Linked DNA regions of Mus musculus: all the other regions are linked to region 2. A link is a contact called in public Hi-C data. All regions are on one chromosome and are shown on one strand. The core of a region is the stretch at or near the end of the contact, and the rest is flanking DNA. Distances in the headings are between cores, read along the strand shown.

Region 1 (2,700 bases), core at 102-2,601, 670 kb after region 2:
CCAGATATAACATTTTTAAAATGAAAGTAGCAGATTTTCGTCTCTCTCTGACGTGTACAATATTTCATGATCAACTATACTGAGCATACTGTACTAAGCTACATCCCTCACTCCTCCTATCTGGGTCGGGAACATGGGGGACTGATTGTCAGGGAGGGTTCAACTCTAGAACCATTCCAACAATTCTTTCTTGCTTGGGAACTGTATGTTTCAGATTGTACCGCGCACCACGTGGGCAACAAACCACATTCCTCAAAATACAGAGGTTTCCTGTTTCAAACAAGTCCTCCACAAACACAATTAAGACCATCAGGAAGGCACACCAACCAAGACCAGTTCCCTCAGAACTAGGAGCACTCATTATTCACTTAATTGCTTCTGAAAATTTTAAAACAGTTGCTAAATTCTTAGGTATCCGAGGGTCATTTCATCGATCAAAAACCGTTCCGTTTATAATACAACAAAGCAAATCTCGAGGATCCTTAAGCAATCCCACAACCATGGGGAATAACGGAACCAGCCGTACACTAGAGCAATAAAGTAGCCTCACAAAACCACACACACTCCCAGAGAAAACTTTTCTAGACCTAAAGTTAGGCCTCGGGGGTCCTTTGAGATGCTGGAAGCCAGTAAACTTGTATCCCAATTACCAATGCCCGCTCCATTCACTGCCAGTGTTGTGGCTCCTGGCGCTTTCAGCTGCCAACGTTGGACAAGCTGTAGAGGAGCAAGAAAGCCAGTGGGGTTTGGAGAGGGAACAGTGGCGGACGCACACTAGGGATCACCAGAGATCAGGGATGGGAGGATCCGAACCAAGGGACAAGCGAGGATCAGGGATAGGTAAACGCACACCAAGGATGCGCGGGGGCGCAGGATTGAAGGACCAGCGCCGGGGATAAGAAGGGACCAAGGATGGGAGGGCCAGCACCAGGGATGCGCGGGTTCCTGGGGCAGGAGGATCTAGGACCTGAGCGCCGCTCCCCGGGCCAGAGCTGTAGGAGACGAAAGATGGGCGAAGGCTCCTTCAGTACTAGCTGGAATAGCCTCAGCAGGACTTCTGGAAACTTCCTTGGCAGAAGGGCTCTCAGCAAGATGCCGCCTGGACCCGGGCCGCAGCCCCCACCCCCGCTGGGCGTCCCGGGGTGGACCCGGCTCACAAAGCCCCGCGTGACGCCCTCTAGGTCCGGCCCCGCCCACGCGTCACCACACCGGCGCGGAGCTGAGCTTCTGCCCACTCTGACCTTCCAAAGGCGCACGGGTAGCCAGCGGTCCGCTCCGAGCCCGAGAGCCCACGGAGAGCGCGCAACTGCAGGCCCCACACACCCTCCGGCCTCAGCCAGGCCCAGGCCACGTCGGACCGCGCCTGCGCACTCCGTACCGGCTGCCCTGGGGCCGCCGAAGGGACCCGCAGTGCCACGGCAATGACAGCTTCCGGCCGCCAGGGGGAGACCTGGGTCGGGCACTGAGGATTGGGAGAACAAATGGTTGCCTGGAACCTGGGACCTTGCCTGACCTGTGCAAAGTGTTAAATCTGTGACATAAAAACAAAACAAACTAACAAACAAAAACCTCACAAGGCTGGGGGCTGGAGAGACGGCTCAGCAGTGAAGAAGAGGTCATTATTTTTTATTTGCTCTGTAATCCATAAAGAACACACCATAATAATTTATAAGTGCAACAATTAAAAGTGAATAAAAGATTTGAGTAGATCCTTCTTTAGACAAGATATACAGACCACCAGAAAGAATATCAAAAGATAGTGAATCCGCCGGGCGTGGTGGCACACGCCTTTAATCCCAGCACTCTGGAGGCAGAGGCAGGCAGATTTCTGAGTTCGAGGCCAGCCTGGTCTACAAAGAGAGTTCCGGGACAGCCAGGGCTATACTGAGAAACCCTGTCTCGAAAACAAACAAACAAACAAACAAAAGATAGTGACTATCACGAGTCTTCAGGCTAACTCAAATCAAAATGAGATGTAACTTCTGTCTCATTAGAATGGCTGTAATCAAAAGATAAGCAGAAAAGGGTTTGGCAAGATGGTTTTTTTTCCGGTCCTCCTGCCTTACTGGTGGGAGTGTTAAGTAACCAAAACCAGCCCAGCAAAGTCTACCCCTAGTTAGAATTGTTCATAAAATTATCCATTTATCTTGATTCAAATAATTCAGTCGTTGTAAAATTCCTTTCCCTCTCTTGACACCACCTGTAATCACCTGGGTAGAGTCCCGATGAGAGATGGTCTGCGTTAGGTTGGATGTGTGGGGGGTGTCTTAAGTTAATTGATGTGGCATGACCCAGCTCACTGTGGGCAGCACCATTTCCAAGATAGGAGGCCTTGAAAGAATGGAGAAAATGCACTAGGCACAAGCAATCAGGCAGGCAAGCCTGAGTTAATTCCTTTCTCCCTGCTCTTGACTGTAGGTGTGATATATCTAGATGTTTGATTTCCTGCTTGACTTTCTCATAATACTGGATTATAACCTGGACCAGTGACCTGAGTTAAACCTCTTCTTATTCCTCTGAATCATAGCAACAAATATAACTAGGACACACTCCTATTTATTTTGTTTAAGTGAATCAGGTAGGATTTTATAATGGCATCCTGCCTTTATTCTTTAACTGCTTTCAAATCATATGCTCAAAATCATTTTACAATGTCATATCTAGTGTGTGTGTGTGTGTGTGTGTGTGTGTGTGTTAGAC
Region 2 (2,700 bases), core at 168-2,667:
CAGGCATGAGATGAGCTGCAGAAGAATTCCGTTCAGCCGATCGCCCAGGCAAGATTCGTCCCAGTCCGACTCTCGAGGATGCTTCTCGCACTCGTAGGACACCAGAGTCTTCATGTGGTAGTTGTTCAGGGGCTGGCCTGGCAACTCCAGGTGGCGATCACGCAGGGTTTTCAGGATAGAGAGGCATTTCTTCCTGCAGCCCCCCATCTGCAGTCTGTTCTCGGCCTCTGCAAACTGCAGCACCCAAGCATCGCTCTCAGCCGAACTCTGCTTGCCGGCCAGGGAGTGGCACTCCTTGGACAACAAATTGAACCCTTCAGCCTTAACCTCTGCCACCCGGTTGGGTCCTGGCCAGGGGATGTGGGGAAGCGGCCAGTGGGCAGCACTCCGCGGCCAAATCCCGGTGCATTTAAAGGCCGGGGTGATCTGCACCACATACCTATCTCGGATTCTCAGTTTCACTTCGCTCGTGTCAGCCACCATCTTTACTACATCTCTGTAGCTACACTTGTCCACCGCCTGAGCCACCAGTGTCTGAAACCTGGAACGGATTTTGCGTGCCGAGAGGTAGCCAGAGGCGGTGATGAATTCCACCCAGAGGGACATGCTCCTCTTGCGCCCATCGCTCAGTTTCAGCACCGCACAGCCAGGCAGGGAGCCGTCGTCCACGAAGTTAAACACCCCCATCTGGTTCAGATAGAGTACCACCTCGAACTCGGTGGGAGAGATAACCTCCAGGCCCTCGTAGCGGTTGTCCATCTCATTGAGGGAGCTGATGAAACGCGGTTCCTGCACTTCAACCTCCTTCAGGACGTCGGAGACCACTTTGCAGACTTCCCGGATGGTTTTGGCGATGGCAGCTTTCCTGGCCTGGCATTTCTCGTTGTAGTACTTATTCAGGTGGTAGACCAGCTTGGCCTGGGCCGCGATCATGTTGGGGCAGAGATCCGGATTGTACACCGGAGTCTCGCAATAGGCTGTGGGATCCAATGCGGCTGCTAGCGCTGGAGCCAACTTCGGTGGAGAAAGGGGACCACGCTCAAAAGGCACCGAGCCTCTCTCGGACTAGCTGCAGCAGGGGGCCGCCCTGCCCTGCTGGCCTTTTTTCCCCCGCTCGAGACTAGCGGGTCTTAAAGTGAAAGGCTGAGCTCTCCCCTTTTCTCCCCTCCGCTAAAGAATCCGTGTCAGAGAGAGACGCGTGGAGAGAGCACCTTCTCGGTAATAAAAACAAAAGTTATGCTGAGACCCAGCAAAGCTCTTCCAGTAGTCAAAATAATCACCCCTTTCCGTATTTATTTACGTTTTCCCGTAATCATGGTGTGTGCAGGACTGTTAATCAGGTAGAGGAAAAGTGTGCAGAGTGTGCGTCGGGGGTGAGTGTGTGTCTGTCAGAAGAAGCTGCTGTTGGTTTGTGTAAGAGCCCAGATGCACTCGTGTGGAAATTATAAAGGCAGGGCCAGGCAGGCGGGCGGCCAATCGCCACTGGGCTCGTCACGACAGCCTCCTCCAGCTTCAGCCCGGCTAATTAATCCCCCCTCGTGGATAGAAGCATAGAAACCAAAGGTAGGAAACTGCTGCCGGCAGAAACCCACCCAGGCCACCTAGACAGGTTGAAAAGCAAGATGAAATCTCCCAGCTTTGGTATAACTTGAAGCATATTGACATTTGGAAAAGACTTGGTGAAGACAAGTGGTTCTCTTTGCTGAAAAGCCCACTTGTCTGTTCACCTCTGATGAGCTATCCAGTTGTACTAATGGTCATCCACCAATTAGCGAAGTCAAAGGGGCTTCTAGAACAAAGTCACTAACTTGCATTTAGAGTAAGGTAATTAATGCCCGTTAATCCCTGGGGTCTTTTTAGTGCAAGTTAGAACTTTGCTTACTGACTGACTGCTGGCTTCAGCTGGGGGAGTTCTTTAGTCTTCACTCGTGTTCGTGTTCGCAGTCAGAATGTTTCCAAACCTTAGGCAGAGTCTCTTCTCTTTTTAACCTAGGTTTTCCCCATTTGCATTTGCTGAGAGGAATTTAAGAAGTATTGCTCAACGGAGTCGATGATATCTACCCAACTAAAAATGGAGCCTTTTAATTAAAACAAGTTCACCTGTTTGCAGTTTCCCTTGTCTGTAGCTAGATTGGCCAGTGCTGAAATACCAGACAGCAGATAGGGCTGTATGCTGTAGTGGAAACACTTCCTGAAGGTGTTTTCTGAGATTTAGAGAAAGCTTGAGTGCCATCTCATAGTGAGCTGTCTTGTAGAGAAGGATCTAGAGAATTCACAGAGATGAGCTTGCTTGGCACTGGAAGGTGTGGCCATTACAGTTTGTTTGCCCCTGCAGGCTTAAAGATGGATCTTCCACCTCAGAAACCCTCAGTGGTGACCAACAGTAGGTTCCTAATCTTATGGGATGTAATAATTTGATTATGAGAAAATGGCTAATGGCTTCCAAAAAAAATAATTTGTAACCATTCAGGTTAGGGATTTTTATTATTTATTTAAGTTTCATCTTGGAAATTTCAAAGAAATGAGCTTTTCTTTTTGGAACCTGAGGAGCTTTTGGATTTTGGAACCCTAGGGAGGGTTTTATAGGTCGCTCTTCCTTCCAGTACCATGACCAGTTGAGTCCTCAGTGCACATGAACTAAAGATAGGGTAGTTAGGGCTTATGTCGTAGTTTTCAGTTCTCTGCCTTTAGTACAAAGTT
Region 3 (2,700 bases), core at 98-2,597, 980 kb before region 2:
CAGCTATTAATACATTTGCCCCAATATATAGTTTTTTAAGCATGAAGTCAATGCACAAGTTCTCAGATTTCAGAACGTTGTAGAGTTCAGTTTTGAATGAGAAAAATCTCAACTTGTGTCAAATAAATAGGTGTCTATTGAATAAGGGGATAGTGGTTTTAACCAGCTTGAAATATGATATTCTTGAACATAGATGATTAAAGTCATAGATGACTAAGATGCTGGTAACACTGCCATCCCATATCATGCTCCAGGCTGAGCATGATATGATAGAAGGCTCCTTGGAGCAAGACAGTCAGAAAATTCACAAGTAATCTCTCAATTCGTGGTATACATCGCACCACGAAGGACGTGTGCAAATAAGGATGAAAAGTAATAGGATTGTCAAGGACATCTAAGAAAGAACCATTTGTTCACAAACCAGGACTGAAACTAAAATTCAAAATGATTATTCAAAAAAAAAAAAAGAGTAAGGCCTTTTGAGTCCTGTAATCATTAGTTTTTGTCAATGTGACACAAACTAGAGTCACCTTATAAGAGAAAACTTCATTGAGGAACCACCATCAGATTGGTATGTGGATGGAGGAGGGCCAGCCCACTGTTGGCAATGCCACCCCTAGGCAGGTCATCCTTGGTGCATAAAGAAGTAGGTTGACCAAGCCAGAGGAAGCAAGCCAGTGAGGCCCCTCCATGGCTCCTCCATGGCCCCTCCATGGCCTCTGCTTCAGTTCTTGCCTCCAAGTTCCTGCCTGAACTCCTTTTTATGACGACCTATAAGCTGTAAGATAAAATAAACTATTTCCTTCCCAAGTTGTTTTTGGTCATGGTGTTTATTACAACTATAGAAAGCAATTTAGGGCAAACGAAAAGAGCATCTAGACAAAATTTGAGGTGGTGAGGCTCTCTGTCTCTGTGTGTTTATCCAGTGTCTAGTGAGGAGCTAGAGGAAGGAGATGGACCTGAAATATAGACTGTACATTTCATACCATGAAAGGACCAAGATAATGACTGGCTTACCAGTTCTGTAGTTCTATGATTCTGTCGTATACCTTGTGTTAGGGAGGAGGTAGCAAGAGAAGGAAAGGGAGGAACCTTACCATCTTTGCTGGAGCACAGATCCAGCTCTTGGCAAGCTGTTCAGGGAGCCGTGCAGTCACCATGTTGGCAAGCTTGGCCTCCCTTGACTTTATAATCAAACGGTTTATGGTCAAGGATTTCCAAAGGAGATTAAAATGGAAGCACCACTGAAATCAGTTTGGGCTGCTTTTCTCTGCAGTACTTAGGAAGAAGAGCCCCATTGGACTTGGCAGACAAAGCCAGAAATACTGTTTGGCCTAGATTTAGGAAGGGCTGCCAGGTAGAGAGGAGATTTCAATTGCTTTGTAGCCAAATTGGTAATTAAAGTGCCTGGATCCTGGAGACACATGGTGAAAAGCCCTGTGACATCATCGTAGTGGATGTCAGTGAGATTAATGAGCTCTGAAGCCAGTACTTCATCTCTGGAAAACACACATGCTTTATGAACTACTCCCCATGAACACAGATCAAATGCCACAGACTGATAAAGTGCTGTTCATTGAAATCAGAAATTGGTAACCATTTGATAGTTTCTTTGGGCCCGTTTAGTCCTTAAGAGCTCAAAAAATGGGGTGGGTGGGTATGGACCCCAATGTCCTACATCATCTGAGAAGTAGAGATGAAACATGCAAATACATTTTTCTTGCTGATTTTTTCTGAGTCCAATGTTAGCAGAGTGAATCTGGGCAGTTTCCTCTCCCCATGGCTAGCTGGGCTATAGTAGAGGCAGACCCAGAAGGAAACACAGAGGTAATGCTTTGGGTAAATGAATTGAAATGATCCTGAGTGTCACAAACTCCAGAGACTGAGCACTTTCTCCATGGCTTGTTTTAATTGAAACTGATGGAGCTGCAGAGCTGACAGCATTTCACATCAATCATCATAGGTCATACTCTTTCAAGGGCAATCACAACATTAATATAACAAGCAGGAAGTGAAATAATTAAAATTTAGCACATTGCCATATTGAAGTTTCCAAAATTAGTCTAAAGCACCTTTGCTCAGTTCAAATAAGCTAGCGTAGCAATACACAGAAAGAGGCACCTTGTTCCATTACATCAGCTATTCACACATGAAAAAAAAAGATTCTGTCTTTTCCTAATGGTAATATTGCTTACATTTAAATCTTCTCATTTCTAGTGATGATAATTTTTTTATGTTTTACCTGCCTCTCAACAAAATGTGTGGTCCATAGGATTACCAGATAGAAAAATTACAAAGAACTGGGAGTGTCAGGGAGAAAAATTATTCCCTTATGACCCTGGGAAGGTAAGTTCAGCCTAGAGAGTGTACACACCTGCATATGCTGGAGAGAAATCCACAGTGATGCCCTTCCCATCTCAATATATCTGGGTAGAAAGTAACAACATATCCAGGCTCAGCCTATGCTGAACCACAGGGGTAGGATCTGTAGCAGCATTAAATAGATCACTTTCCCCGAGGAAGTACATCTGATGCTTACAAAAGATAATAAGGAAAAAAGCTTGTTTGAATAATGAACAGTCCCCTGCACAGACAGCAATAGTTTTCAGGGAACCATATGCCAAAGTAATGAGACTGGGAGACCTTGATCTCAAAGCACAAAAATAGCAATAGTGTGGCAATAGCAGTGGCTCATCTAAC

The links. Hi-C and Micro-C count contacts between places; a contact is called where the count stands out from the background.
Region 1: a Hi-C map of muscle stem cells shows a contact between it and region 2, with 4 times the contacts expected there. The contact joins the promoter of Spg20 here to the promoter of Mab21l1 in region 2. A contact is called at or near these places in 2 of 39 promoter capture datasets (cranial neural crest and liver) and 1 of 484 Hi-C or Micro-C datasets (muscle stem cells).
Region 3: a Hi-C map of cerebellum shows a contact between it and region 2, with 1.9 times the contacts expected there. The contact joins the enhancer-like site here to the promoter of Mab21l1 in region 2. A contact is called at or near these places in 3 of 39 promoter capture datasets (the 3T3-L1 cell line and liver) and 1 of 484 Hi-C or Micro-C datasets (cerebellum).

The regions. Positions count from the first base shown.
Region 1 is chr3:55,110,759-55,113,458 of GRCm38.p6, reverse strand. Spg20 (spastic paraplegia 20, spartin (Troyer syndrome) homolog (human)) reads right to left here and starts at 1,351. Exons shown (of 9, transcript NM_144895.2): 1 at 1,242-1,351.
Region 2 is chr3:55,781,227-55,783,926 of GRCm38.p6, reverse strand. It overlaps Mab21l1 (mab-21-like 1), which reads right to left and starts at 1,417. Exons shown (of 1, transcript NM_010750.3): 1 at 1-1,417. The coding sequence starts at 933. All of the region lies in intron 41 of Nbea (neurobeachin), which reads left to right.
Region 3 is chr3:56,765,933-56,768,632 of GRCm38.p6, reverse strand. No RefSeq gene overlaps it. Among named protein-coding and RNA genes, the nearest start is that of Gm32237, 69 kb to the right of the region's middle. Within about 2 kb of position 1,347, at least 1 of the 459 cell types and tissues checked has an H3K27ac peak or open chromatin away from gene starts, as enhancers often do. A contact at or near this core is called in cerebellum, where this site is marked.